6 separate regions of the Mus musculus genome follow, and all the other regions are linked to region 5. A link is a contact called in public HiChIP or PLAC-seq and promoter capture Hi-C data. All regions are on one chromosome and are shown on one strand. The core of a region is the stretch at or near the end of the contact, and the rest is flanking DNA. Distances in the headings are between cores, read along the strand shown. Region 1 overlaps Crybg1 (crystallin beta-gamma domain containing 1). Region 2 overlaps Rtn4ip1 (reticulon 4 interacting protein 1). Region 3 overlaps Crybg1 (crystallin beta-gamma domain containing 1). Region 4 holds the start of Qrsl1 (glutaminyl-tRNA synthase (glutamine-hydrolyzing)-like 1). Region 5 holds the start of Mtres1 (mitochondrial transcription rescue factor 1). Region 6 overlaps Sobp (sine oculis binding protein).

Evidence for each region. Promoter capture Hi-C pulls out the DNA fragments that hold promoters and counts their contacts. HiChIP or PLAC-seq counts read pairs in DNA pulled down with a chosen protein or histone mark.
Region 1: an HNF4G HiChIP or PLAC-seq map of pancreatic cancer cells shows a contact between it and region 5. The contact joins the enhancer-like site here to the promoter of Mtres1 in region 5. A contact is called at or near these places in 5 of 39 promoter capture datasets (the 3T3-L1 cell line, the C10 cell line, the HPC-7 cell line and 2 more), 1 of 484 Hi-C or Micro-C datasets (bone marrow-derived macrophages), 10 of 115 datasets of contacts at active chromatin or transcription factors (the 230-238 cell line, bone marrow-derived macrophages, embryonic basal ganglia and 5 more) and 2 of 9 other capture datasets (liver and macrophages).
Region 2: a contact with region 5 is called in a FOXA1 HiChIP or PLAC-seq map of pancreatic cancer cells. The contact joins the enhancer-like site here to the promoter of Mtres1 in region 5. A contact is called at or near these places in 10 of 39 promoter capture datasets (3T3-L1-derived adipocytes, the C10 cell line, the HPC-7 cell line and 6 more), 1 of 15 datasets of contacts at CTCF or cohesin (large pre-B cells), 1 of 484 Hi-C or Micro-C datasets (bone marrow-derived macrophages), 16 of 115 datasets of contacts at active chromatin or transcription factors (the NIH/3T3 cell line, acute myeloid leukemia, bone marrow-derived macrophages and 11 more) and 4 of 9 other capture datasets (adipose tissue, embryonic stem cells, liver and 1 more).
Region 3: a FOXA1 HiChIP or PLAC-seq map of pancreatic cancer cells shows a contact between it and region 5. The contact joins the enhancer-like site here to the promoter of Mtres1 in region 5. A contact is called at or near these places in 4 of 39 promoter capture datasets (the C10 cell line, cranial neural crest, embryonic stem cells and 1 more), 2 of 15 datasets of contacts at CTCF or cohesin (large pre-B cells and pro-B cells), 3 of 484 Hi-C or Micro-C datasets (B cells, bone marrow-derived macrophages and regulatory T cells), 11 of 115 datasets of contacts at active chromatin or transcription factors (acute myeloid leukemia, bone marrow-derived macrophages, embryonic forebrain and 6 more) and 3 of 9 other capture datasets (adipose tissue, liver and macrophages).
Region 4: a promoter capture Hi-C map of liver shows a contact between it and region 5, with 5 times the contacts expected there. The contact joins the promoter of Qrsl1 here to the promoter of Mtres1 in region 5. A contact is called at or near these places in 14 of 39 promoter capture datasets (the 3T3-L1 cell line, 3T3-L1-derived adipocytes, cranial neural crest and 10 more), 1 of 15 datasets of contacts at CTCF or cohesin (the NIH/3T3 cell line), 7 of 484 Hi-C or Micro-C datasets (CD4 T cells, Sertoli cells, bone marrow-derived macrophages and 4 more), 15 of 115 datasets of contacts at active chromatin or transcription factors (the NIH/3T3 cell line, the SCID.adh cell line, bone marrow-derived macrophages and 11 more) and 3 of 9 other capture datasets (adipose tissue, liver and pancreatic islet).
Region 6: a contact with region 5 is called in an H3K4me3 HiChIP or PLAC-seq map of forebrain, with 5 times the contacts expected there. The contact joins the enhancer-like site here to the promoter of Mtres1 in region 5. A contact is called at or near these places in 2 of 39 promoter capture datasets (frontonasal cranial neural crest and hippocampal neurons), 2 of 484 Hi-C or Micro-C datasets (the N1E-115 cell line and embryonic stem cells) and 3 of 115 datasets of contacts at active chromatin or transcription factors (astrocytes, embryonic basal ganglia and forebrain).

What each region holds. Positions count from the first base shown.
Region 1 is chr10:43,971,237-43,976,013 of GRCm38.p6, forward strand. It overlaps Crybg1 (crystallin beta-gamma domain containing 1), which reads right to left. Exons shown (of 22, transcript NM_001368305.1): 11 at 3,791-3,948; 12 at 2,658-2,784; 13 at 2,422-2,567. Gm40636 (a long non-coding RNA gene) reads left to right here. Exons shown (of 5, transcript XR_871622.3): 2 at 1,892-2,000; 3 at 3,215-3,330. Among named protein-coding and RNA genes, the nearest start is that of Gm40636, 5.3 kb to the left of the region's middle. Within about 2 kb of position 2,170, at least 22 of the 459 cell types and tissues checked have an H3K27ac peak or open chromatin away from gene starts, as enhancers often do. A contact at or near this core is called in pancreatic cancer cells and stem cell-derived neural progenitor cells, where this site is marked.
Region 2 is chr10:43,941,250-43,946,040 of GRCm38.p6, forward strand. The region is part of intron 8 of Rtn4ip1 (reticulon 4 interacting protein 1); the gene reads left to right. Among named protein-coding and RNA genes, the nearest start is that of Gm40636, 25 kb to the right of the region's middle. Within about 2 kb of position 2,707, at least 51 of the 459 cell types and tissues checked have an H3K27ac peak or open chromatin away from gene starts, as enhancers often do. A contact at or near this core is called in 3T3-L1-derived adipocytes, the HPC-7 cell line and pancreatic cancer cells, where this site is marked.
Region 3 is chr10:43,996,236-44,000,790 of GRCm38.p6, forward strand. Crybg1 (crystallin beta-gamma domain containing 1) reads right to left here. Exons shown (of 22, transcript NM_001368305.1): 4 at 817-3,112. Among named protein-coding and RNA genes, the nearest start is that of Gm40636, 30 kb to the left of the region's middle. Within about 2 kb of position 2,411, at least 80 of the 459 cell types and tissues checked have an H3K27ac peak or open chromatin away from gene starts, as enhancers often do. A contact at or near this core is called in bone marrow-derived macrophages, macrophages, memory CD8 T cells and 2 more, where this site is marked.
Region 4 is chr10:43,900,231-43,905,107 of GRCm38.p6, forward strand. Qrsl1 (glutaminyl-tRNA synthase (glutamine-hydrolyzing)-like 1) reads right to left here and starts at 1,506. Exons shown (of 11, transcript NM_001081054.2): 1 at 1,384-1,506. The coding sequence starts at 1,407. Rtn4ip1 (reticulon 4 interacting protein 1) reads left to right here and starts at 1,577. Exons shown (of 9, transcript NM_130892.5): 1 at 1,577-2,306. The coding sequence starts at 2,033.
Region 5 is chr10:43,539,429-43,544,119 of GRCm38.p6, forward strand. Mtres1 (mitochondrial transcription rescue factor 1) reads right to left here and starts at 1,590. Exons shown (of 4, transcript NM_026411.2): 1 at 1,512-1,590.
Region 6 is chr10:43,041,856-43,046,708 of GRCm38.p6, forward strand. The region is part of intron 5 of Sobp (sine oculis binding protein); the gene reads right to left. All of the region lies in intron 1 of Gm47815 (a long non-coding RNA gene), which reads left to right. Among named protein-coding and RNA genes, the nearest start is that of Gm47815, 9.4 kb to the left of the region's middle. Within about 2 kb of position 1,741, at least 71 of the 459 cell types and tissues checked have an H3K27ac peak or open chromatin away from gene starts, as enhancers often do. A contact at or near this core is called in forebrain, where this site is marked.

The sequences.
Region 1 (4,777 bases), core at 920-3,419, 430 kb after region 5:
CATTCAGGAAGAATGTGTGTGTGTGTGTGTGTATGTGTGGGGTGTGTGTGTATGGTACATGTGCTATGTATGTGTGGGGTGTGTGTGTATGGTACATGTGCTGTGTATGTGTGGGGTGTATGTGTATGGTACATGTGCTGTGTATGTGTGGGGTGTATGTGTATGGTACATGTGCTGTGTATGTGTGGAGTGTGTGTGTGTGTGTGGTTCATGTGCTGTGTATATGTGGCATATGTGTAGTGTTTGTGTGTGTGTGGTATGCATGTGTGTATGTATGGTGTGTGTGTGTGGTGTATGAGTGTGTGCATGTGTGTGTTGTATGTGTATATGTGTGTGGTGTATGTGGTTTATGCATGTGTATGTGGTATGTATGTGTGGTGTGTATGTGTGTGGTGTATGTATGTTTGTGTGTGTTGTGTGTATATATGTGTGTTGTATGTGTTATGTGTGTGGTGTATGTGGTATGTATGTGTGGTGTGTATGTGTGTGTTGTGTGTGTATGTGTGTGTTGTATGTGTATATGTATGTGGTGTATGTGGTTTATGCATGTGTATGTGGTATGTATGTGTGGTGTGTATGTGTGTGGTATATGTATGTTTGTGTGTATTGTATGTGTATGTGGTGTGTGTGTGTGTGTGTGTGTGTGTATGTGGTGTGTGTATATGTGTGTGTATGTACAACTGTGCCTCCCTTCTACTTCCTCTAATACCAAACCTCAGTTGCTACAAGGAAAAAAAAGACTCTGCCAAGAAATACAACTAAAAATGACTAAAAATCGAAAGATATAAAAGCCCAACATCCTATTGAAGGAAACTGATATGAAGCAAGCAGTGCGGGTAAGAAGGAAGGAAAACAGGCTCCGAGAATTATGTGCTGTGCTAACTCAGCCTACATCAACATCTACCCAGCATCCTCCAGCTTCCTCTGCTAGGTAGATGACTGAAGAGCAAGGATACCTGGTGACTGTTTCTCCAAGACTGAATGGCTCACTACAACTTTTTCAGACAATAATAAGCATGATCTGAAATTACTGCAAAGCCAGCACATTGTTTCCGGTGGCCTCTGCCCTATGTTCAGACAACTCCTGGTTCTGGTAGACGGCCAGCTGTGATCATACCATGTGAACATACCATGTTAGGGCTAATGATGTAATTAATACAGCCTAGTGACAAGTGACAACCTACGCAATGATGTAGTGACTAACAACACAAGTGTGTTCACTGTAGACATGTCAGACTCGCCAGGGTCTTGGGGGAGGCCTCGAGAAATGCATTAGGGCTGAGGCCAGCCAGATTCAGTAGGCTAACACCAACTGCTTTCAATAGAACCAACATCTGCTTTCTTCCTGTCCTTTTAATAACATTACCACTTAGAAGAAATCAGCAGGGTCACGTGCTGGATCATGAGAACAGTTCCCTATGGCAGAGATCTGGTGTCCGTTCTGATTCCTGGGGAGCCATACACTTCAATCATACCCACTGGGGAACTGACCCTAGGATGGCCACACCATAGCAGCACAGTCACCTCTCTACTTAAGGCATGTACTAATGACCCACGCCACGGAAGCAAAGTCAGACCTGGAACCTGAGCATGCAGTGAGTCGGGAGAACGAGAGTCAGCCACGGCTGTGGGCCACGGGTAAAGAGGTCCACCTCTGGGAGAGCCCTGGGAACAAGCCCAGCAAACCATTTTTGCTTGATTGGCCTTGTCACTGTTACTGCTTCCAGACAGGACCCGACTATGTCACCCAGGCTGGCCTTGAACTCAGTCTTTCTGTTTCCACCTCTTCAGTGCTGAGAGCACAGGTCTATGCTACTGTGCCTGGCCAGAAACAAAATCTTCTCTAGGCCTTTTTATTGTGCAGCCAATAAGTTCTGTTTCTATCTCTTAGGCTGGTATGCCTGATCAGTCACTTCCGCCTCAGAGTCACATCTCGGTAAAGACTTGGCATTGGTGAAAACACGGAGTGGAGTGCCATACTCTCAGCACGGAAGGCTGGGGTAAGCAGATGCCAAGGTCAGGTAAGCTGACCACTCCAGGTAGTCTAAACAGTGGTTTTTATGTCAACATACTAGTGAGGGAGCACTGGCAGCCATAGCACTACAGGAGAGCCTACTGGGACTTTCTCCCAACCTCAAAGTCAATGCCAGCTTACTAACAATCCATCCATTCAGACAAAGGGCCACAGGGCTGCATATTTCCACCATGACACCAAGAGCCTGCTCCAATGGGGGGAAAAGGTTACATCAGAATATTTTTAGGCCAGCCATGAAAGTGTCACAGCTGTAAATACAAAGGGGCTGAATTAATGTTTACCCGTGAGATATTTACTGAGGGCTGACTCTGCATCACAGACTACTAATTTAACAGAAACCCGAGTGAAACCCAAGCTTCACCTCCTGGTGGGATTGCTTCACTTACACGCCACTCAGTACATTGATTGACTGTGTCTTCACTCCGTAGCCGGTCTCCTTCAAATTGGCAACAATTCCCAACACATCAATACTGGAACCTTTGGAGCCAAAGTTCTTCTCACTGTACATTATCATGTGCGCATTTGAAAAATCCTATTAAGAATGAGAGATTCAAGTGTAAAGGGTAGCCGCTCATCATCCCGAAAGGACCTCACGTTGGCTGTTAGCTTCTCCTTAACTTACACTTAATATAGGCCGCAGAGACTGGAGCTCTCCATTGTAGCCTCCCCAGGCGTTCCAGTCCCTGTATTCTCCCTCCTCCAGCAAATACTGGTGGCCAGTGAAGCCACACTTCTCATAAGCAACCCAGCTACGAGAGAAAGAGCAAGCGGCCAGTCAGACATTCGCAATGCTTCCCATGTGCCCCATGTACTGACAAACACAAATATAATATTTGGTGTGAATTTGTGAAATTCTCCAAGTTTAGAAAGGACAGCATACAAATTTATGTGCTTTTGTTAGAATTGTTTAATGTTTAAGAGAATTTGTTCAGAGAGAAACCTCAGAAAAAAAACCTAAGAAACATGTTAGAGTTCTGTAAAGGAGTGTAGTTGTATGTATCTGTGAGTATGTGTGTGTGTGTGTGTGTGTGTGTGTGCGCGCGCGCGCGTGCGAGCGCGCAAGCTTTTGAGTGTGGTGTATATGTATGTGTGTGCATTTGGATGTGTGGTTGTGTATGTAATTAAAATGAAGGGCTAGAGAGATGGCTCAGCAGTTAAGAGCACTTGTTTCTCTTGCAGAGGATCTCAGTAACCCACATAACAGCTAAAACTGTGACTCCAGTTCCAGAGGCTCTGACGCCATCTTTTAGACTCCTCAGACACTGCACAGATGTGGTGCACAGACATACATGCAGGTGAGACACTCATACACATAAAATAAAGATAAATAGTTAGAAATCTACACTTTTGCCTACTTACAAGACTGTTTCAGTATATGCTTTTACTAGAAATGTGCAAGATCTATAAAGTTCAAAAAGATCATGAAAATTAGAAAGAAAATTAATAAATGATTCATTAGATTGGAACATGACACTTTAAAAATCAATCTGTACAGCTCTGTATGAGCTCCACACCAGACCCCCCTATAGTGTCCCTTCAGCCACTGGCACAAGTCCAGCTCAGCAGACCCTGCTGGGGATGACGTCATACAGACCCAGCATGTATGACAACAGCCTGGGGTTCAGTCTCCATGACTCCCTACTCTCCACAAAATATCACCAGACTATAATCAGGAATGTGTCTTTGGGGAAAAGAGGGCACATTTCTTATTTCATCAGGGAACAAGAGAAATCTTACCATTACCCTTGTACTTACACGCCTCTTAGGACTTTCATAGACCCCACGGATGTAAAGGGCAAGTTGTTGTTTCCAGTTGTTTCTTCTGTCTCACCTCCTTCCATGATAAAACTACTCATTTCTGTTTCTAGCTCCATACACCTTCCTTCAAAGGAAGGCTTTTCATAAATAACTACCTGCAATAGAAGGGAGATATGCCAATAATTTGGAGAAGTTAAATAGCTAAAAAAAAAAATAGCTAAACATTGACCCTGTCATTCAATAGCACTTACTTGGGCTAGGGGTGTGGTTCTTGTCCAGCATGTGTGAGACCCTGGCTTCCAGCCCCCACAAGACATAGCCAGAAAAACAAAACAAACAAAAAACCCCAAGCTGGACATAGTGGTATAGCCTACAATCCCAGGACTCAAGAGGATGAGGAAGAAAGATTCCAAGTCCACGGCAGCCATGGGCTACATAATAAAGGCTGCTTTGGCTCAGCAAAAACAGGACCAACAAGATGGCTCAGCAGGTAAAGGCTGAGTACAATTCTCCAGACTCACATGTGCCTATATGCCAACACACACACAAATGTAAACAACAACAACAACAATAAATAGCACTAAATCCTGGAATACAAATTAAAATTTTCTAATCATATATAAAAATCAACTACATGATAACACTTACTAGTTAAAAATTAAAAAGTTAAAAAGCATTAGGTTTTGGAACACTCCAAAGGCAATGTTTAAAAGATATTAAAGAGCCAGAGTATTCTAAAGTTGATTTGAAAATGATAAAAAATCATGGTGCATAGGACAGGTGTAGGAAACAGGGGCAACAGGTGCATCTGGAGCAGGGAGAGCTAGCTGCAGGATGGAGCTGGACTCATGGCTCAGTAGGGAGAGCTGGGGGATAAAGCTGGATACATGGCTGTGCAGGGAGAGCTGGGGGATGGAGCTGGACTCATGGCTTTGCAGGAAGAGCTGGGGGATGGAGCTGGACTTATGGGTCAGCAGGGAGAGC
Region 2 (4,791 bases), core at 1,457-3,956, 400 kb after region 5:
GAGAGAGCAGACTTGCTACCTCTCGCCTGTCCTCAGGAGGCAGCTTCTGGGAAGAGGGACTCTGTCTTGGGGAAGATGTATCCATCGCACCTTTAACCTAAGCACAGCTGCAGAGCCCTTGGCCACTCACTGCCACAGACTTAGGGAACAGGGTGTGAGGGCTCTAGGTGGGGCCAGTGTTCTGCCTGACCCAGTGCACAGGAATCCCGGGATATTGGTTGCTCTTGAAGAGGGAAACTAGACGGCTAGAGACAAGTGTGGAAGGAGGAGGCTTTACTTCCTTATCATTTTTGTTATAGAATTTTAAATTACCTGCTAGCCTTGAGCTCATAGGCTCAAGCGATTCTGTCACTTCAGCCCGCAGAGGAGCTGAGATAACAGGATTGAACCACCTACTTCCCACTGACTGACTTAGTGACTGATTAATTGAGACAAGGTCTCACTGTGTAGCCCTCGAACCCTCTATATAGGTGAAGCTAGTGTCAGATTCACAGAGATTAAAAACCTGTGCCACTCCCAGCCCCTTTTAGCCTTTTGTGTATCCTTATCTGCATACTTACATTCCCCATACAAGTTTTTTGTTGGTTTTGTTTTGAGACAGGGTCCTGGTTGTCCTGGAACTCACTCACTATGTAGATCTGGCTGTCCTGGAACTCACAGAGTTCCAGCTTTCTGAGTGCTAGGATTAAAGGCATGCACTACTATGCCTGCCTATGAAAAGTTTAAACCCCTTTAATGTCATGTCCTTAATGCTCATGGGTCTCTTCAGAATTCTAGTTGACCATTCAAGCTTGACTGAGCAGTGGCATAATCTTCCCCGAGTTCTATTTCATGCTTGCTGTGAGCCGTCACCTCCCGTCAGCACTATCCACAGAGCTTTCTATAGTGGTGGAAAAGCCTGGTCAGTAGCAGCCACTGAAGCACTTACAACCATGGAGGATTAGGGTTGTGGCTAGTGCAACTGGGAGACTGTGGCTAGTGCAACTGGGAGACTGGCCTTTTCAGTGTGGTCACTTGATTGATTTAACTAGTCACATGTGTCTAGACATGTAGCTTTGAAAGAGAATGCAGAGAGTTCTGAGATAGGTGATTTCCCATGTATGGCCAAGCTACCTTAATAGTAGACCATGATCCAAGCCTCAAGCTTCATACTGTGGCTGGATCCTGCTCCATTGGATCCTGACAACCACTCGAAAAGCTTACCAGATACCCCAGCATCTCATCCTGTAGGCTCGATGCTTCTGGGCTCTTTTTATTTTCTTGTTTATTTTTGCCTTGGTTTTTGCTTTTTGTGTTTGTTTTTTTAAACAAGGTTCCAGGTCTCAGTACGTAGCCCAGGCTGCCCTTGAATTAATATGCTCTCACACCTAGCCCCTGGCTTTGGGGTCACATATGTGACCATCATGCTGGCTTTGCTGATTTTTATTACCAAGCTCTTGGAACTGTTTCTTCCACTTGCCTGGCTGGAAGGGACTGCTTTCTGGACGCTCTCCTGGTGGGTACGTCTGTTCTCTTGGAGCACAGCTTCACCCACCATCCTGCTCCTTTAATGTTCCTTTCTGAGCACAGGAAGTGCCTGAGAAACAGCAAGCTGGAACAAAACTCCCCTCTTCCTGTTGTCTTATTATCCCTGGAGATTGAGAACCACCTTCCTCCTGACATTGACATTGACAGGCCTGGGAAGTCCTGGGCTAACAGAAACTGGGGGTGGCCATCCCAGCCATGGCCCTGGGACTATGGTCCTGTTGGCATTCCAGGGGTGTGGATTTGGACTCATGCCAGGAGCTCTTGAGTCTTCCTTGCTATCTGCCATCTGTTGGTCTGTCCTCATGTACCTTACCTTCTGAAAATTTCAGTTCTGTGCCTAGGGGATGTGCCTGCAGAGGACGAGGCTGTGGAGTTTGGGAAAAGTGGACAGACTAACTCCCCAAACACCTTCATGTCATCTGGCAGCACAGTCAAGGACCCCAGGTCCTCACTCTGGCTGTAATCCTGAATCCTTTGGCTTTGCATGGACTACTGGAGCACTTGGGTTTCAGCTTCGTGTTGTAAATACTCAAACACTCATCCCCTGTAGCTCTTCCTGCCCCTCAAAGGCTTGCCCAGTGGCTGCTAAGCAGCAATGCTGTGCGTGGTGAGCTCATACCTAGGGAGGGTCCCATCTTAAAAGGATGCCAGGCGGCAAGTGCTAGATCCTGGGTTCTGTTTAAGGGAGGGAAGTGCGCTCAGGAGACCCCACATGTGGCTCCCACACTGAGTAAGGGCTGCTGCTGTTTCCTGGTCACCTGTGAGCCCTGAGTGTCTGAGGTGCCTATGTAGTGGGAAGTGTGGCTTTGCCTGCTTTATAACTGGGCTCCCCTTGCCAAATGCACTATAGCTGTGTCATCACATAATGTCCCACTTCACTGTGAGTAACCTTTCTGTCCCCTCTCTGGAGTTAACTCTGATCCCTTTGTCTTTAACAGACAGGCATTCTAGGTCCAGTGTGTGGCTGTGCGTGGACACCGTCTCACATTATGCAGCTAATCTCCCCATACTGTCACAGATCCAACCACTGGGGGCATTTGCTTGACTGTAGTTTGAAAGCCTTTTTTCCCCATTGTCATTTACGGGAATTGATAAATGACTCATTATGCCGTGGTCAGCCCTTTCCTGCTCTTTGTCACAAAGGGCCTGCCCAGTCAGATTAAAGTGCACAGACACCACAAGTTGCCCAGTCAACAGGTCAGCTTCTGTGGCTTTGGCAGAGGGCACTGAAGTGAGGCTGGCTTGATGGCTCAGGCAATGGATTCTGGAGTGGAGGCTGTTTGTGAGCCTGCTCTAATCTAGTGATTTACAGGCAGGAGGCTTTGTGAGCTTTGAAGAAGGCAGGGCTATGTGGATGGTAGTGTCTCGTGTATACGAATAAAGCAAAAAAAGGTCATATATTCCCTCAGAAGTGTGTACATACCTTTCTGGAACGTACTCAGTCTGATTGCACTGTACCAAGAGGCTCTGGGGAATGTCTTCCGTATGCTTGCAGGCCATCCATTTATGAACTAAATGGCATTGGGTAACGTGTCCCTGGAGCTCTCAGGGGAGTGAAGGGTTTAGAGTTCATGTGGAACACAACACGGCCCAGTGCCTTCCTTTCTCTTATGAGAGGAGGCAGCTCAGCCCTTAGCATGTTTCTGCAGTGCTGTGCAACGGTCTGGGGTCCTGCTCAGTGCTGGCAGTCATCAGTTAGTAGTACTCTCTATAAGCAGTCTCTCACTTCATCTGTCATCTTGGGGGGCTGAATGCAGCTTTAGAGACCAGCTCTTCAGCTGACGTGTGGAAGGAAGGTTAGGGTTCAGTTGTGATAACTCACTGTAATCCCTGGCCACCTTTCTGCTCCTTCCTGGGTGGAGGTGAAAATCATCAGATGGTAGTGACAGGCAGTGACAGGCCTGTGCAGTAGAGAGAGCAGCGGCAGTGACATCAGTTGAGTCCTGCCACTCGGCACAGTAACTCAGCTCTGTGCTGCAGAATGTCAGAAGAAAGGACCATCACCTACCCGAAGGTTTGTAACTTGGGGGCTTCCCTCCCTCCAACAGTGACGGTGCTTCCCACTTGTGCTGTGACTCTGGGCTTGCAGACTCGTGGGTACAGAAGAATCTTCATCTCTGGGGAGCCTGAGCTCTGACAGTCACATCAGAGGAAATTGCACCAGATGCACCTGAATGTCCTAAACCTTCTCATCCTTTGTCAGAGGAAGAGACTCATTCAGGCTCTGAGTCAGGGTGTGCCTCGTGGCAGCTGATCCTTGTCAGTGGAGCTGTGAGAAGCTGTTCAGGGAGGTGGCCAGGGACAGTGACTGTGTCTGCTGGACATTTGGGAGGAGGAATTGAGGTGGATTTCTGCAGAGAGAGGGTGTTGCTGGGACCTGCTCTCAGGAGGCTTCTGTCAGTACTGAGGCACTGTACAGATAGCTGGCAGTACCCAGACCCTCTGAGGTGGCTGGGCTGGCGTTCCTCAGCCTGTACATGGTTAGCATTCTTCTTCTTCTTCTGCTGCTGCTGCTGCTGCTGCTGCTGCTGCTGAGAGGAAGGAATTCCCAAGGCCCAGAGAGCTCACACAGGACTCTTGCTTCCTACCTCACTGCTTTTCCGTTAGTGCCTATGTGTCGGTATTGTACATGTTGGTATTATAGATGTATAAAGATGAGGTCTATGCACAGATGCTTTCTGCTCTGACTAAATGTATATGCAGATGTTTAAGATGAGAAAACAAGCTGTGCTTGTGTGCTCCTTCCTGTACAGCAGGGAACTCGTCAGAGCCTTGTGCTCAGCTGTAGTAAGTACATTTGAGAAGGGCTCGGTCGTTCCTGGAGTAGCACAGAGGGAGAGCTCCTGCAGGTGAAGGCTAGAAAGGGCTGTGAGGCCAGGGGTGCAGGCGTGCAGAAGAGAGGCTAACAGACCATAGCTTACAGAGTTATAAAGTAACAGAGGCCTGGTGGGAAGGCTCAGTGTAATAGCATTTGCCAAGCAAGTCTCATGCCAGCCTTGATATTTAGTTTTATTTTATGTGCACTAGTGTTTTGCCTGCATTCTGTTTGTGTATGGGTGTTAGAGTCCCTGGAACTGTAGTTGCAGACAATTGTGAGCTGCCATGTGGGTGCTGGAAATTGACCCTTTGGAGTAGCAGCCAGTGCTCTTAACTGCTGAGCCATGTCTTCAGCCCCATGTGTAGGCAGGATAGGAGAGAGCCACTTCCTAAAAGTTGTCTTTTGATTTCTACATATACCAGATAGGGCACTGATCTACACCCACA
Region 3 (4,555 bases), core at 1,161-3,660, 460 kb after region 5:
TTACTAACAAAAGGCCCTACGTTCAGTCTCCATCAAAGAGGAAACTTCAGGCAGTTCAGAGAGGAAGAAATGGAAGCTGCATTTTGCAGCTCCCTCTATCAGGGAAAGAACGAATGCAAACTAAACTTTATGCCACAAACTTGAGGAAGACAAATTCCCATTTAGGTAGTTTCCCAACTACACATATGACGATTATGGAGAGCGAGTGAAACCTCAGAGCAAAGAGGAAGGAGAAGGGGGATCCTTGGGCTGGGCGGGGCCTTTGCAAGTAGAGGAAGCTGTTTCACACATCTTGAAAATTCTAAATATAGCACTGAGTGTTTTTACAGAGAATACAAAGAATACGAGTCTCCTAGGTTTTCTGATCGCTCAAAGCATCTTTCCTATACTTTCCATAGTACAACACTGACATTCACAAATGCCTTGAAACATAACTTATTCTCCCGGCTTGGCCACAAATGTCTTGGGGGAGGAAGTGTTGGTGTCTTTGTTTCTTGGACTCCAAGAGTTCCTTGCACATAGATTTAAAAGTGCACAGAGGTAGGGGTAGAGGGGTGAGGCAGTGGTGGTGCACACCTTTAATCATAGCACAGAGGCAGGTGGATCTCTGTGAATTCAAGGCCAGCCAGGTCTACACAACTAAATCCAGGACAGCCAGAGCTACACAAAGAAACCCTGTCTCAAAACAAAACAAAAGGTACATGGTAAACAAATAGAAACTTATTGCACATGTACAACCCCTGTAAAAATACAACCTGAGCCCCTCACTGCCTCTAGGTTTAGAAACATCCCATCTAAATAAGAATTAGTACTTACCATAGAGTCTGATAAGGACATTCCAGAAAAGGAATGGCCTGGGTCATACCGGCTTGCTTTGAAAAGGCCCAGGAAGTCCGCGTCCACGCTCCCAACATTCGGCAGGTTTGACTTCAGAATACCTTCCACGCCATCGCTGTTCTTCAGTTTGGGTAAGTCTGAAAGGTTGTTTTCTGGCAATTGTAGGTTGCCCTGAGAATTCACATCTTCCTTGCTTCCCTCTTTTTGTGGGTACTTTTCCATGTGGCTGGAACCCAGACGAGATGTATTTGATGAATTGAAATTGAAGACCTTTAAGGAGTTGTGGGGTGCAAGGTGTGGCTGTTCTTTGTCTGAGCCACAGGGCAGGCCACCCTCCTTCCTGGGCTGTACCACTGATGACTGAGATACGGAGCTGTTCTGAGAAGTGCTAAAAGATGTGCTCATTGTGTTGACTGACGTCACGGAGGGAGAAAAGACTTTGTCTTGTGGCAGAGAAGAAAGCATGCTTGAGAAAAGCGTGCTGTTTTCTAGCCGTGACCTCTTAACGCCGCCGCTGTTGATGTCCCTGTTCTCCTTGTCACTTGCTTCTGAAGTGGTCTGTGGCTCGCTCTTCCCATTACTGTTAGTGTGCAAGGACTTGAAGACGATGCTCTGCTCGGTGGATGCACGCTTGGCTCTCAGTTTGGATATGGGGTCGTGGTTCTGCAACAAGTGCAAAGCTGGTGACACCTCTGCCAGGCTTTCCTTCTTCTTCCCTAAACCAATGGTGAACACGTTGGGATCAAACACCTTTTCCAAACTGTCCTCGTGAATGGGAGGCATAGCGAAGTGAGGGGCTGGAGAGTTTGGGACCCGGGCCTTCTTCTTTTTCTGGGGCACACATACTGCACTGTCCATCTTTTTAATAATTTCAGTGAATTTTTCCATATCAGAAGAAGAATCCAAGACACTATTGTCACTACCAGCAGAAATGTTCAAAAGCCTGGTAGGGGTAAGTGGGCTGGTCGCATCTTGACCTGGCCTTTGGGGGCCTTCTGCATGACTTCTGCTGCTGGGAGAGTGGGTGAGGATGAACTCCGCTGTCTGGGGCATCCCACTGCTGCTCTGGATGGGCGGAGCCTTCTCAGGTCCTGACTGTGTGATGTGTGGTCGAGACTGTGCCACATGTCCTTCTCTGTGATGGATGTCCTTGGGTGATGTGTCTGGTGCATCCTCGTGCTGCGGAACACAAGTGGTGACAGACACCACTTCAGGCTCATTACTGTGACAGCTTGGCAGCTGTGCCTCTCTAACTTCAGAGCTCTCTGAGATGACCTGAGAGCTCACATCCTGAGGATTCTCCACGGGAAGCACAAAGGACCGGACCTGGACGAGGACTTTGGAGGGACAGTCTTTCCCCATAGTTTCTGGGCTGTGCTCTGGAGTGGAAGGGGGACTGGCTTCTCCCACTCCAGGTTTGGAGATGGGAGTTTTCTCAGTGTGAGGAGAGACTGGCGAAACACACCCATTGTGGTTTTCTGACACTTCTAGAGCAGTGCAGGGAACACTGCATATGGGAACTTGAACACAGCCATCTTGGGGAGCGTCCACAGAAATGGGTGCAGAAGGCGGGAGAGATGACTCCCTAGCTGACTCAGCCGCTGAAGCTGGCTGTGAGTCAGAAAATGCATCCTGTGGCTTTGGGGGAGCCTCTCTGGCATCACAAATGGCAGCGATGTCCTGTGCAACATCACTTGTGTTGTTAAGGACGGGGCCTTTGCTGTCAGCAGCCTCTGGCTGGCCCTCTCCTGAGAGCTCAGAGTCCTTCACAGGAACCAGAGCAGTGGGCCCTGGGTGGGAAGGATAGGCAGTGTCTGTTTGTACATCCAGCTTATCACTTTGCTCAGGCTCAGGGCGGAGGACCTGATCCTTGGTGGACTCTCCTTCCCCTCCTCTGGTGGCTGGACGAATCTCTTCTCTGGGGACAGGGACTGCTGTGCCTTTCCCTTCTGCAGATGGCTCTTTGACCACCAGGCCATTCTGGTGGCTGGTTGACACAGCTTTCTTTTCGGGTTGCTCCATTTCTTTGGCCTTTTTGGCTAAGTTCAGCTTCGCCCTCCCAACAAATGTCTTACTAGAGGGAGGATTGTTCCTTGTGTTACGGACGTCGGGGTGGCGGGGGCTACTGTTAGCCCGCTTGTTTTCAAATAAGGAGATTTTGTTGGCTGTGTTCCCCTTATGAACTGGCTGGCTAAATGAGTTGTGCTCATTTCCCAAACTGTCAGGATTCTTCGGAGTTTTCAGATTTAGTTCCACATGTTTGGGTCTGGCGGGGCTGCAAGGACAAAGCAACAGGGCAGTTAGCAGCCTGGTGTTAAGTCGACATACAAACCAGCTGCCAAAGAGACCACAAAGTCCGCATCCCCTGGTGTGTATCTGCTTTCCCATGAAACTTCCTAAACAATCCTACAAACACTAGCACATATTTTTAATATAAAGTATCTTACCTACATATGACAGATGAGACTATAAATCTAAGAAACTATTAATTTACCAAGTATTCATATTCATTCACAGTGAGTGGCACTGAACTGGCAGACATTACAAGGTATAAGGAACAAATTTAAATACTTAATGCCTTCCCATATTTTAAATGCGCAGTATGTATTTATGCATGCATGCATGCATGTGTGAAGTCAGAGGACAACCATGGGTGTCAAGGTTCGACTTTGCTGAGACAGTCTCTCGATGTTCAGCACTGCACACCCAAGTTGTCAGGTCTGGGAGCTGCCAAGCTTTTCTTGGCTCCATCTTCCATCTCACTACGGGAATGCTGGGATTAGAGACACTCATTCCCATGACCACCTTTTCTATGGGTCTCAGGTCCTCACACTGTATCCACTGAGCTGTCCCTCTGAACATGGAAAGTGTTTTTAAATCTTTCCTAAACCTGCTGCTCATCAGCATTCTGCCTTATTCCCAGTGGTTTCATATGCATAAATATTTTACTAGAATGAAAATGGCAGTGTTCATAGGGCTTGCTTGGCTGCTTGCCTTTTGCTAAGACAAAAGGATGAGTTAACATTATAACTTCCAGGGTCCTAAGACTGACTTCCTTGGAATTTTACACAAACATTAGTAGAAGCAAATTTTTTAACCATACGGCTATACCATAATTTGTTAACTGACTTTGTTAATGTGTCTAGGGCAGAGTCTCCCAGCTCATTCACATTTCTTAGGTCTAATTACTTATTACTGGGAATAATGTCTTTAGTGTACACAATGTGTTCTTTCACAATAGCAGAATGTGTTGTGTTGGCATTTGCCTGCCTTGGCCTCAGTCCTGGCTCTCACACTAATATCTGTGTGAATTTAGCCAAGGCATTTCACATATCTGGCCCATTGCTCTCTTTTGTATCTGTAACTTAAAAGGTAATACAAAACAAAACCCCTACATAATTTAGAACAGAATTAGTTTTTATTTCACACAAAACTTATGGTTAAGGGAATTTTGGAAGTCCCCTTAAGGGGTTACACTGAGGGCTAACAGAGGCTACAGGACCAGAAGGCTCCCCATGGCTGCTTTCAGACAGAGCCACTCCCACTTTTTTGTTTTATGAACCATTTTATATAAACATTCCTCAGGGCAGGCAGAGGAGCTTGTCAGTTTGTAGCCAAATGAAAACCACCGTTTGCCAAGCACTTGGGAAGTTATTTAATTTGGTTTACCCAATGTACAACTTGCCTGTTCTTTTCTAAAGAGAGAAAGCTGAGACCT
Region 4 (4,877 bases), core at 256-2,755, 360 kb after region 5:
AATCATAAAGGATTTGATTTTAGAACCATTCTATGGAGTCTAGAGTAGTGCCTCAGCAGCTAAGAGCACTGGCTGCTCTTCCACAGGCCCTGAGTTCAAATCCCAGCACCCATAAGGCAGCTCTCAACCACTTAAGACTGTAGTGACATGGGATCTGATACACTCTTCTGGTGTGCAGACATACATGCAGTCAAAAGACCCATATACAATAGATAAATAAATAAATAAATATAGATATTTACAAAATTATTTGGTGTACATAATTCTACTATTAAAGATGAAAGTAAACCTGCATACCAATAAATGCATAGACTTGCTTATTTTTAAATAAAGAATTAAATCCTGGCTGTAGGTTTCCTCAACGTTTTTCATTTTTTTTCAGTTTACCAATATTTTGATTTGATATATCAGTGCTGAGAACACCACTTTGCATAAATATGTTGTACAAAATTGTAGGAGCATGTTTAGCGCCATATTGGGAAAAAGCTGAATAATCTCACATCAAAACTTATTTAGTGATTTTTGAATGAGACTCAAGTCAATAACTCAGCCATTTTTAGAATCAAGCACCTTAAAGCAACAAATCCCAAAGATGCACGCATTTCACACTTAGGGTATGACAAGCTGAAAAACGATTTAGTAAAATATTAAAAGGTTTTGCTTTCTGAAATTAAATAATTATGTTTCTACAAGTTTAGAAAAGTTGCTCATATGTTAAATCTTAATAAACAATACTCTCGATTCTGAGTTGAGATGTTTCCGGCAGCATTTGCTGGGCAGTGCACACATACCCTGCTGCAGAGAGTCGTGAGGAAGCACCGCTGGGTGCGGTCAGAAACACCTTGAACTCACAACTCACAGTTTGATTTTTGAATTAACTTTGCCCACTGTCTCAGGAACACTCCTCCTTCCCTTTCAAAACTGCTGTCACATTTTCTCCTACATTTGTGGTTGCGACCTACAGCTTAAGTAGATGTTCAAACACGATGTGGTAGAAATCCTAGTTTTTTTTTGTTTTTTTTTTTAAGCCACCAATTTTTTTGTTTGTTTCAAATGTGCATGCTACAAAACCGCCCCGTCCCTAAGCGAGCACAGCAGCGACGGGACTGAGATGGCTTGTCTGAGAAACCTCTCCCTAATCGCGCGGGTTGACTGTCGTTCCACTCCACGGCTCAGGGGTTCAAACTTTTTGACGTTCTGACTCTAGGGGATTGACTCAGCGTGTACGGTAAGAGCTTAGGTTCGAATCCCACTTCCCACTCAGGAATGTAGGCGGTCGGGGGGGGGGGGCGTGCCGTGCGGCGTGACCCGGGGCGACCTTGAACTTCCGAGTCCTCCAGTGTCTCAGCCCTCCCTGGTCCCCTCCTGGCCATGTCCACTCACTTCTCGGAGAGTCCGGCCCAGCATAGCCCTCGGAGTCAGCCGGTAGCACCGGGTCCCGGAACAGAGGAAGGAGTCAATCTCTGCCACCGGCGTTACATGGGCGCAGACATCTTGGCTCCTCTTTAACAACGAGCGCCTGGATTGGTCGAGTTCCGGGCGGCGGAAATGATCTCTGCACACGATTGGCTCGCGCGCCGGCGACCGGAGGCGCGCGGACAGGCAAGGAGACCGCGGCCGGGGTCGTGTCAGGAATCCGCCTGACCTAGGAATTGCTAGCCTTGTTTGCTTGTCCCTCTGAGGACTCCCTGCTTGCTTGCTTTTTTTTCCTTAAGGGGAAGGAGAGCGTAAGGAAGGAATGGCCAGTGTACTGACTGGACGCCAACTGGGACATTTCTGACGTGGGGAGCACAGTAGCAATTCTATTTTAATTCCGTCGCGGCTTTAGGTTGAGTTTGCTTCTGAAAGCTCCCCCTCGCTTAATTGACCTGTGGGTTTGGCAGATTTTGGCTGAATTGAAATGTGTTAGTTTGACCTGCTTCAGGTCCTTTCTCTCCACCGTCGCACCCCCCACCCCCGCTCCTCCTTTCTTTTTTCTTTTTCTTTTTTTCTTTTCTTTTTTTCGAGGAAACGTTCTCCATCCCTGCTCAGGATGGGCGTTTTGAAGACCTGTGTACTTAGAAGAAGTGCTTGTGCCGCCGCCTGCTTCTGGAGAAGGACAGTTATCCCAAAGCCACCATTTAGAGGCATTAGTACTACGTCTGCGAGGAGCACTGTCATGCCCGCTTGGGTGATAGATAAATATGGAAAGAATGAAGTCCTTCGATTCACCCAGAACATGATGTTACCTATCATACACTATCCAAATGAAGTCATTATCAAAGTCCACGCTGCCAGTGTAAATCCTATAGATGTTAATATGAGAAGTAAGTTGTCCGGGTTTGTTTGGTTTTAAATCAAAATTCACTGGGCACACAGGTGTTTTGTTGTTTTTCTTTTGAAACAAGGGGTCGTTGTCTAGCCCAGGCTGGCCTCCAATTCATTGTATACCACTGACTAGTCTCCACTCTGCCGCCCTCCTGCTCTGCCTCTCCAGGCCTGGGATTTAGCAGGTGTAGACCACACCTAGTTAATAGACTACATTTAGGTTGGCGTGAGGGAGTCATTTAGGTTTCTTATTACATGTATTTATTTTGTGTTTGGGTGTGTGGAACAGGGCCCAAGTGGAGGTCAAAGGACATCTTGTGGGAGTGAGTTTCTTCCTTCTACCAGGTAGGCTCCGGGCATTAAACTGACCACCAGGCTTGGTAGCAAGCACCACTATAGGCAGAGCCATCTGGTTTCTGATACTATCCCTGCAAATATTTACGACGTTTTGTTGTCACAACTGCTAAGGTATACTTTAATCTTTTATTAAATGTGTTTGTTTCCTTTCACATATGAGTTGGGACCGAGAAGTGATATCTACAGTTAATTTGCTCTGTGGTAATTTTAGGGTCCAGCACAGGCTCCAGAGTTTGGCTATGTTTCCCCATCAGTTCAGAGTCTGGGTCTATGTAATTCCTGTATCCTTCTTGCTGTCCCACGGTTCACAGCTTCTGTTATAGGCCCAGTGTACCAAGCAACAGAGCAGAACTCCTGATAGGGGCACAGCATCCTCGTCATTTCTCATATCCCCATTCCCCACTCCCCACCTCCAGCTTAAATGTGTTTTCTTGTTATACACCCGCTGAAGCTGGGATAATGTTATCCTAATTTCTCTTGCTGGGTCATATTGAACAGCTTGGGGAGAGCATTCCTTAAATGTATTCTTATATTCTATACTGTGGTTCTATTATAGTGGTGAACAAATTGATTTGTATTTATAAATTACTTTAATTCTGGAAAAAACTGGCAAAAATATTGTCAGTCTCGCTTATGGGAACTCACGTGTGTCTTCTGAAGATGAATATGTTCTGAGATGACCAATTCACAGGAAGTTAACTACCTAGTGGTTAAGGAAGCTGCCATGTTTAACCCTGGGTCAGTGTTCTGAAGGGCTTGTGTGGGGGCCTACAGTGGCCTTCAGTGCCTCAGCAGGAGTGCTCATGTATGACTTAGTGTAGGGCAGTGATTGATATAGCACAGGATTTAATTCCAAAGAGGTTTCTGGGATAGAAGAACTGTGTATGTCAGTGAGATGGCCCAGTGGGGAAAGGCACTTGCTGTCAAGCCCAAAGACCCAGGTTCAGTCCCTGTGACTTGCATGGTAGAAGGAGAGAAATCACCATGGAAAGTTGCCTGTGCCACATTTTGCTATGCCCTAAATAAATACAATTTAATAAGTTGTAAAAATAATTTTCCAAAATAATCCAGGAAATTGAGACAAGTTAGCATTGTTTTACACTTCAGTACATCTCTTTGATGCCTTTTACGACATCTGGATTTTCATACATGGTTCTGTCTTCTGTTACACTGTTACACTGTTACTTGAAATAATGATGGAAAGGTTGCCCCATAAAGACTTGGAAAAGAAGATGCTTTTTAAAGACACATTGTTCAGATTGCAGGCATACCAGACCTGGAGAGCCTCTGGGTCTCTACTTTTGAATGTTGCATTTAGCACATTTAGTGACTTCCTAGAGCTATGTTGGTGAGGATAGCGGCCAGTGAGCCACGTATGGCTTTGAGAAGCGCATGTTCCTGGTCTGAACTGAAAGTGCAGTCACTGTAAAATACACTAGACTTCAAATACTTAGTAAGAGAGAAAAGAGTTAGATATATCTTAGTCAGATTTTTATCAGGGACAGAGGTATGGCTCAGTAATAGAAATTCCTTTGTATAGCCATGTAAGGCCGTGGGCAAGATCTCCGGCATTGACAGCAACAAACAACCATAAAACAAAAGCCAAGAATTCTATATTAATTGCATGCTATCTTGATAATACTGTGGATATTTGAGTAAAGTATTCCTGAAATCACTTTCTTTCTCTTTATCTGGTAGATAAGGACTAGTAGCATTTCTTCAGAAGAAATTTAGAGAAAGATTTGGAGTCTTAAAATGTTTGTATCTGGAAAACTCCTGAAACTGGGGGATAGTTCAGGTGATAGCTGCCAGACCGGAGCCCTGGTTTGAGCTCCAACACTGCAGAAGCAGGGTGTGTCAGTGCACACCTGCAGTTCTGGCACTGCAGAATAGAACAGGAGGATTGGAAGGCCAAGGTCATACTTTGCTACACTGCAAGTCTGAGGTTGGCCTAGCTACTCTCACAGAACAGCAGAAAAAACACTAGCAGGGAGCTCAAAGCCATCTAGGGCTGGGCCATTAAAGTGTCTCCCAAAACCAAAATAACAACAACAATTATAATACATTGAAAATATCTTTCCTTCACTGTCTACTTTAACTTTTTTTTCAGTGCTGGGGGTATTTCAACTCTCCCCTGTAGCCTTGTGTAGATTGCTACTCCTAGCTGCATATGATTTTACTTCATTATAAATTTTCTTATTTTTACATTGGGC
Region 5 (4,691 bases), core at 340-2,839:
ATTTAGAGCTGGGGTGATTATAAAGGATAGAGATTTTTTTTTACTCATGCCTCTAGAGTCTGGGAAATTCAAGTCAACTGCCTCTAACCCTCTTCTCCCCTTAAACAAACTCCCCTTCCCTTCTGCCCTTTAGAAGCTGCCATTTGGTGAAAGGACTTCTTGCTGCATCACAAGGTGGAAGATAAGGATGGTGTAAGCATGCCAGAGAGAGCTTGTTTTCATAACAAAGCCACGTACTCCCTTAATACCCACTAATACCGACTGTCCATTCTTCAGAAAGAACCTTCATGGCCCTGCTCTTCCTAAAGGTACTGCACCAAATTCCTAACACATGAAACTAGGGGGACACATTCTGGACAAACTAGGGACCTTTGTTCCAGACAGGCCTAGAACACTCTCACTTAGGTATCTGCAAGGAAACTCACCTTCAAGTCTAGACTCAAACACATCCCCTCAGCGGGGCCTACCCATTCCATTCCAACTATTCCAACGCAACTCCACCTTGCCAATCGGTCCCCTTTACCACACTTACCCCACCCCCAGAGCTAATCACAGGCTGCTGTGTAATTTACCAGATGCTGTCTGCATGTGCATACACTCCACAAGACTAGACTTCTTCTTCATCCCTGTTTTATTTATCTCACGTGCACAGAAATAGTGCCTGGTAATTAAAAACTTGCAGAAGCTAGGAACGCTGTTGCAAGCCTATAATTCAAGCATCTGGGAAAGAGGCAGGAGCTCACGTGTTCAAGGACATCGTTCACTATAAAAGTAAGAAGCCAGTCACAACGAGGCCGCCTTAAAAAAGTCTTATAGACCTAAGTCTGGAGGTCACCCAGACGGCACGAGAGATACAGAGAGTTTTAGTAGGAAAGTAACCCGGCAGGAGTCCATATGAAAAAATCTCCTTGACGGCAGTTTGCATTAGAGATGACTAGGAAAGAAAGCCCGTAAGGTTCGTTTCGGGTGAGATTTCTATAAAGCTATAGACTCTATAACGAAGGCTAAGACTGGCAGAAGAGCAGTGTTTAGGATACACAGGCAAAGCTGTCCTTGACCTGCACTACGCTGGGAGTGGATCCACGTTCCTTAGCGTGTCACCGCTCTGTAAGACCCGGGCCTGGCCTCCAGTTGGTTGGGTCTACAGCTACGAAACCCTTCCCTTCTGCGGACGTCGGAAGCGGACTTCTACACAAGATCGAGTTCCCCTGGAGCCCTCCCATCCCGAACCTTCCCCAGGTCCCCCAAGGTCAAAGGAAACTGGACACTCCCACGCCGCCCAGCCCCGAGTCAGTGTGTCTGCAGCTTGCTGCACCCAAGTCCGGGGACGCACAGCCTGGGCCAGCTTAATTCCCACGGTCCCGGGGTTCGAGAGGCGTCCCTAGGCAACCCCAACTCTGCGGAACGGGAAGGGTTCGCAGACACGGCCGGAGCGCCGCAGGGCAGAAGCCAGCCGAGGGCGAAGCGCCCGGCGAGGGGCTGAGCCGGCGGGCCAGTAGGGGCGCACTCACCTGCGCAGTCCGCTGGTCCCTCCCCGGACCGCGCCGACCGCAGGCGGGAGCCACCTCCGCACCTGCCCCGCCTCTTCCGCCCCAGCCTACGCAGAGAGTGGACCCCTAGGCGCATCTGAGCACGGTGGTGGCCTCACAGCGTCCCCTGCTGGACGCGGCGCCTTGGAGGACCACGCTGTTGAGGTCGGGGTGTGGGGAAGTGAGGTGGGGGGGGGGGGGGGGGGGAGAGGGGACGTGGGAGGCCCATCCCAGGCCCGCTGAGCTTGGCAGCCAGTTCCAGAAGAATTTGGTTTGGAAGCAAAAGTTCTTTCTCTCGAATAGCCAAAGCCCTGAACTTCTTAGTGAGTTATAGATGTTGTCTCCAGAAAACTGTCTTAACATCACAGAATATAAGAGTTTACTTCTAACCCGTCCGTGTGTAGGTGTATCGCTGTAATCCCAACACTGGAGAGACCGAGGTAGGAAGAATGGGGGTTCAAGGTTTTCCTTGGGTACATGACTAGGAAGTTCGAGGCCAGGCTGAGCTACAAAGAAATAAATATAAATGGGAATAAATAAAATACCTCACATTGGGTGTGATCCTATCATTGGGGGAGTGGAGGCAGAAAGATCAAGTAAGTCACTTGACCTGTCTTTGGCTACATAACAAGCTTGAGACCAGCTTGGGTTACATGAAACCCTGTCTCAATATATCAACCCCTGACCCCCCACCCCCCAAAAAAAACTAAGTCACACCGTTTTCGTTCAGTTTTCTTGCCATGCCAGAAGTGATTGGACAGGGGTTAGAGTCTAGGAAAACACGGTTTAGTGGAACCAGTGAAAACAAACCTTGGGAGTCAGATGGAATATAGCCCAGACACTAGAGTACAGTCAGTTTCACAAAAGTTGTTTTTTTGTTTTGTTTTGTTTTGTTTGTTTGTTTTTAAAACGTAAATACTTTTACGTGTATGAGTGTCTTTGCCTGCATGTACCATGTGCCTCTATGCTGAAGGAGGCCAGAAGAGGGCATTGCATCTCCTGGGACTGGAGTTACAGATGGTTGCTAACCACCATGCAGATGCTGGGAATGGAATCTGGCTCATCTGGAAGAGCAGCCAGTGCCCTTCCCTCTGGAGCCCAGGTTTAGATATGTTTGCGTTAACGTTTGTTGGGATATATGCTGTATTAAACGAGAAGTAGCCTTCCTGATTTTCTTCTTTTTCAGACGTTTCCCTTCCAAGTCTGTGAGCTCTGTTCCCCGCCTTTTCATTGATGCTCCTTTCTCCTAAGTTGGCACAATAGTTTCTTGATTGTGTTTGTATAAGAGGAATGCACAACTACAAATTGTTTCAAATGCTGAAATGATACATCTACACGGTTGACATTGTGAGATCAGGAGGGATACACAGTTGCATTTACTTGTAGGTCAACACCTGCCATCATGTTTGACCTAGGGAACTCAGGTCTTTTAGTCTTGGCAGCGAAAGCCTTTATCCTTTGAGCCAGTTCACCACCCCTTGGGAAAAAATTTTTTAAAAAAATTAAAAAGATTGCAGGGTATGGTAGCCCATGTCTTTAGTTTTAGCATTTGTGAGGCAGAGGCAGGCAGATCTCTGTGGGTTTGAGACCAGCCAGGTCTAAAAAGCAAGTCTAGAACAGCTAGGGCTCCTTTCACAGAGAAACACTGTCTCAAAAAACAAAACAAAACAAAACAAAACAAAAAAACCAAACAACCAAACCAACCAAACAAAAAATGTTATTTCTGTGGGTGTCTGTGGGTGTGTAGGTCAGAGGACAGCTTGCCGGAGTCTGTCTACTATGTGGGGCCCAGGGATCAAAATTGCATTGCCAGGTCTGGTAGCAAGTGCGTTTACCCACTGAGCCATCTCACAGGGTGAAATCTTTTTAAGATGACATACAGAGGACCAGGAGAGATGGCTCAGTGGTTAAGAGCACTGGTTGCTCTTCCAGAGGATGTGGATTTGATTCCCAGCACACATATGGTGGCTTATACTATCTGTAGCTCCAGTTCCAGAGACCAATCCCTCTTTTGACATGTGAGAGCATCAGGCACACACACACACACAAGCAAAATTAATATTTGAATACACATTTATTTTCTTTATTAATTCTTCAGGTATTGTAGAAAAAACACTTGTTCATAATAATTAGTAATTCTGTAGAAAAGAAAAAATAGTTAATACAAAGGCCTTTATATGTGTAATTTAAAAAATATTTATTTGGGCAGGAGAGATGGTTCAGCAGTTAAGAGCACTGACTGCTCTTCCAGAGGTCCTGAGTTCAATTCCTAGCAACCACTTGGTGGCTCACAACCACCTGTAATGGGATTAATGCCCTCCTCTGGTTTGTCTGAAGAGAGTGACAGTGTACTCAGATACATAATATAAATAAATAAATCTAAAAAATATTTATTTTATGTCTATTCAAATATTATCTCATATAGCTTGACTGACCTTGAACTTGCTCTGTAGCTAAGGATACGCTTGGACTTCTTGTTTTCCTGCCTCCAGCTCTTGAGTTCTACTGTAGGCCAGTGCAATCACACTTGGCTTTTATTTAAAATATACATTAAAAAGAAAAAGCGGGAGGCAGAGGCAGGCGGATTTCTGAGTTTGAGGCCAGCCTGGTCTACAGAGTGAGTTCCAGGACAGCCAGGACTATACAGAGAAATCCTGTCTCAAAAAATCCAAAAAAAAAAAAAAAAGGCCTGGAGGTGTAGCTCAGTGGTAGAGTACTTGCACAGCGTATGTGTGCTCTGGAGTTACTGTAAAAATAAATAAATAGCAAATAAATTAAAAATAAAGCTGGACATGGTGACTCACTCATGCCTATAATTCTAGATCACTTGGGAGGTGAGGCAGTTGAGCCTCTGGGAGTTTGGGGCTAGCTTAGGCTACAGAGTGAGCCAGCCTGGACTACAAAAACCCTGTCTCTAAAAGCAAAACAGGATCAGACAGTGTGGTTCAGTTGGTAGAGTGCCTAGCATGTACAAGACTCTGATTTGAACCCCAGTCCTACATGAGCTAGATATTGCCGAGAGCTGCAAGCCTAAAGGCTGGGAGTGTGTGCTCTGTTGGAGGAGACTGGAAACATGGAAAGAGGAGGAGGCAGGTTGGGTGGCCTGCAGGGGAGCAGTCATCTATGAGGAGGAAGCTGCGGTTGGCAGGTACAGAATAAATG
Region 6 (4,853 bases), core at 491-2,990, 500 kb before region 5:
GTTTGTGCCATAATATAGTTGAATGTTGAAAATATACCAGTGTGAACTAAGTACAGAGGAGTACACATGATCTCACTTGTATGAAATATCTTGAAGACTCAGGCAACTTCCTAGAGTAAACAGAAGTTATCAGGGGCTGAAGGCTTGGGGAGAAATGTGGTTTTGCTTACTGATTGTTTAGGGTGATGACAGAATTTTGGCAACAGAGACTGACGATGGTCCCACTATACTGAGATGCCATCAGACTGCATGCTTAAAATGGCAAATACTACGCCACATACATTTAGCATACTTAACCCCAAATCCCCTAGCCCTACCTCCAAGTCTCCTAGCCCTGTCTCCTAAATATGGATGGGCCCACAACGCTGGTGACTCTGGAGCTGACATTTTAATTTCTTGCTCTTTACTCAAAAAAAGAGGGAGGCTAGACAAACCCTCTCTGCGCTCTCTCTCTCTCTCTCTCTCTCTCTCTCTCTCTCCTTCCCTCCCTCCCTCCCTCCCTCCCTCCCTCTCTCTCTCTCTCTCTGTCTCTCCCTCTCTCTCTGTTTTGCTGGCTGTCTGGAAAAGTCCAAGCTTTTGTGCCTGTGGACCAATGTTAACACAGGCTGGAAATTAAAAAAAAAAAAAAAAAAAACCAGCCCTATCTGTCATTTTGCATCTGTGCCAACCAGAGGCTGCTGGCCCGACCCTGTGTGTCTCCCTTTTGTGGCTCGCTCAGTTCTAAGCCACTCTGCTAGATATCAGGAGCACTAGTAACTGACCACTAAACTACCAGAGCAGGACAGAAGCAGATTCCACTCAGAACGGGCAATGGGGGAGTGGAGAGGCTTGTCACTCAGGCCTTGTCCTCAGTGTCCCCAGCCCACTCCAAACCCACATTACCAGTGTTAATTTTTACCAGGACTTGAAGTCATGCTCGATACATAAAGTTTCAAGAGGATGTGTGTGCCAAGCCTCTAGACAGTGGCTTGTGAGACACCTGTGCACAGCCCAGAGGACATAAGGCAGATGTTTCATCCAGGGTCTGCCAAACTGCTCCAGATCTCATGTTTCGGGGATCCTCTTTTTTGATGTAACTTGGGTTCACCTCAAGTTCACTGGCTTTCCCAATGGTATTACTTAACTTCTTCAAATTTAATATATTTTTATTCATGCTTACTTGAGTGTTGTATTTCTATGCGTGCACGCTTAATTGAGCAGAGTGGGCTGAACAAGCTGAGTTTCCTGCAGAGGGAACACGGCACAGCTTTTCCACTCACCACCGCAGCTCAGCATCCTGACCTCAGCGGCTGACGTATAAATATTCATGATGATACAGGTGAACACAGTGCTGGCTGGCTGACCATCTCATGGAGCTGCTGCTCCTTCCCCTGGGCCTAGAGAAGGCCATCATTTTTATTCAGCCAGCAGACAGCACTGTGGTTTTTTTGTTTTTTTTCCTTCCTCCACGACTTGCTGGGCTGTCATGTTTAAATATGAAAATGTTGCTTATAGCCAAATGTTAGTGACAGCAGCCTGTGGCGTCTATCATGGTTTGCACTCTTACTCTTACTAAAAATAGCCTTGCTCTCTGGATTTCTTCAAGCTCCACATCTGCAGGAAGTTTCTGTTGCCATTGCTGGCCTTTTCCTTTCTTCCCTGAAGATTGCTGTTCTTTGGCTCTGCCAGGATCCTCTCCCTCTCCCCTTCCCTGGGAAATGAATGGCCAATAAACATCCCAGGCTCAGATGTTTTAACAAAGGCCTCACGGGTGTTCCCCATTATTCCCCCTGCCTTGCTTCAGAAGTCTTTAGAACAGAGGGAGGTGGGCAGCAGCAGGAGGCAGAGCCGTTTGACCTTCAGAAGTAAAGCCAGAAGGCTGACAGCACAGCCTGGGCAGGCCGAGAAGCAAACAGGGAGGGCAGGCTTCTGGGACCCTCCATGTAGTGATTCCAAGCACACAGCTGCTCCCACCAGCGGTCTGGAATCACAGTCTACCAATGGGAACCTAAGTAATAATGAATTCATTTAAAAGCTTCCAGGGGGACAAATGGTTAATTCCTTTCAAGGCAAGTATTCAAAATTGCTTTTTATTAATTCTCTCTCCAGCCTAGTGTGTGTGTGTTTGTGTGTGTGTGTGTGTGTGTGTGTGTGTGTGTGTGTGTGTGTACATGCACATGCATGTATGGGGGTGGGGGGAACACTATGGCGGAACCAGTCAGAAGATGGTGTTTGGAACAAGATTTGGGCCTTTAGCAGAGTGAGTTCCAGGACAGCCAGGGCTACACAGAAAAACCCTGTCTCGAAAAATAAAATAAAATAAAATAAATAAATAAACATGTGGGCCTTTAGATATTCTCAGCCCTCTGTAACATTGTCAGAAAGCACTCAGTGAGCCCTTCTGCCCTCCACTTCAGGTCTCTGACTCAGCTACTCAGTGGCAGGTGAGAGACCCTGGGATGTTACATTGTAACCCTATGAAATCTGCTAAAGCCTTCTGAGAAGCCATGCACAAGCTCACAGATTTAAGACTGCATTTTTTTAGTCCTGCCTCCCCTCCACACACTCCCTGATATCTCTGGGGGCCAGTTCCCTCCCAAGTATCCTCCACTGCAGGATCCAGCAAAGATTCCTCTTACAGAAGACACTCCAGAGGGGGTTCCAGAAAAGAACAAGAGTCCAGCTCTGCAGACCCGTGTGGACTGTCCCAGTCAGAGAGCCCCGGGATAGCTCCACTCCTCTGCCGTGAGGAGTGACCATCTTGCCCCTAATACCTGACAGCTGGACAAGAGTCTGATGGAGTAGCTTTGCTCAAGTGTTATCATTGGTTCCCATGGAGCTCAAAAGCTTTGTGACTGTAACAGCCATCTCCATTTGGGAGAGGGGATGTGACTGAAAAGAGGTGACTATGAATATGGTGAGCCGTTTGGATCCCAGCTTGGCTTTATGGTAACTGGACATTTTGTACTTAGAGTGAGGCTTGGGGTTCCATGCAGAACTAAGATGGGGCTGGAAATGAGTTAAAAGTGCAACATGACAGCTGAGACCCATCATGTGTCAGCTATGGCTTGTAGGAGCGTCTCCCAAATGTCCATCATTCAGGGAAATTGCCAGGGTGCTGCTACTGGGAGATGGTGAAACCTTAGGAGCTAGGACCCTATGAGAGACTCTGAGGTCACTGGGAAGCCTTTAAAGGGGACAGTGTGACCCTGTCTCTCCCTCTTCTAGTCCTTTCTGGTTCCTGGAGAAATGTGAACCATTATTGCTCCAGCATAGCCCAGAGCATGGAGCCATTTGACTGTGGACTAGAACCTCCTACACTTTAAGGCAAAACAAACCCTCTTTCTCTTTAAAGCGACTATGTCAGGTGTTTGGTTCTAGTAATGGAAAGCTGATATAGTAACTCTTCAAGGTCTTGACCCACTGCCCAGTCGTCCTTAATGCTTCTGATCTGGTTTAGTCCTTCCCTGCGGCCAGTGATGATGTGAGGTCATGCTCAGCTTCCTCTAGCTATAGGTCTCCTGAGAACCTCTGTTTCCTTCCTTCCTTCCGAGGACACCTATGCCAAGACCATCAGACTTCCCTGATTTATAAGGGCTGGCAATATAAAAGGTAACCTTGTTTAACAGCTAGTACAGACCTTAATGGAGGGAGTTTTGAAGATGGACTATGGTACACAAAGTAGCAAAGATGGCTACTTTAAGATAAGAGTATTGGAATGCCAATTTGCAGTTCTTATCAATCATGTGTTTGGGGGAATTCATAATGCACATATGAACATATCAGTACAGTTGTACATGTTTAAGCTTATAAATAAAAACATATGAGGGTATGCTTGATTTTTAACTTGAGATTATATAATCAAAAACCTACTGAAATTGCAGTTCTGTGAGAGACACATCGGACCTTACTAGAGAATCTTAGGAAACATAATCAAGAAAAATGTCCACTATTAGAGTGAGTCACTGAGCACCACATAGTGTTTACAAGGCTTTAGATTCCAGAGAAAGCACAAAATCAAAAGACAGCTATTACATTTACAGTCCTATATCCCAGCAGAAGACTGAAGAGTCGTGGCTCAAATGTAAAACGTCCCTCACAGGTTACCCAGCTGATGGTTTTGGAAGCTTATGGAATCTTGAGGAGATGGGACCTTCCTAGAGAAAATGGAGCCAACCCTGGGGTCTGGCCTTGACATTCACAGCCTGATGCACTTCCTGTCTACTACTTGCTTCCTATTTCACCAAGATGTGGGAGGGTAAATCTTCCTAGGTACATTCCTGTTACTATGGAGCCTCCTTCCACCATTACATGCCCCCCTCCTGCCCCTGACCATAGATTGAACCTTTAAATTGTGAGCCTGGAATAAACCCTGCCTTTCTTAAGGTGACTTTGACAGGTATTTGTCAGAGCATCTAGAAGCAGTTCCTATGTGACTTTTGGGGAGAAGGGACTGCTGGGTAATGTATACTCCCAAGGGTTTGTTTTCAGTAGTGGTGAATGGGCTAATGGGCATCCTGACAGCAAGTCTAACAGACTCACTCACTGCTCCTCTCCAAGCCCACATGGTTTTCTTCTTCCTTGGAAACTCTCTTTGACACCACTGCGACTTCTGCTGTGACATAGGGTTTGTCCTATCTGTACTCCCAAAGATGGTACGCAAAGAAAATCCTGGAGAACAAACTCCAGAAAGATGCCCATTGCTAAAGCAAGTCACCGGATTACCACATACTGTGTATGGTCCTGGCTCTAGATTCCAGAGTCAGAAGTGGGCTCCTGAGATAGCTCAATGGGCAAAGATGGGGATCTGATGTCATTTCCTGAACCAACATGGTAAAAAGAGAGAACCAATGCCTACAATTGGTCCTCTGACG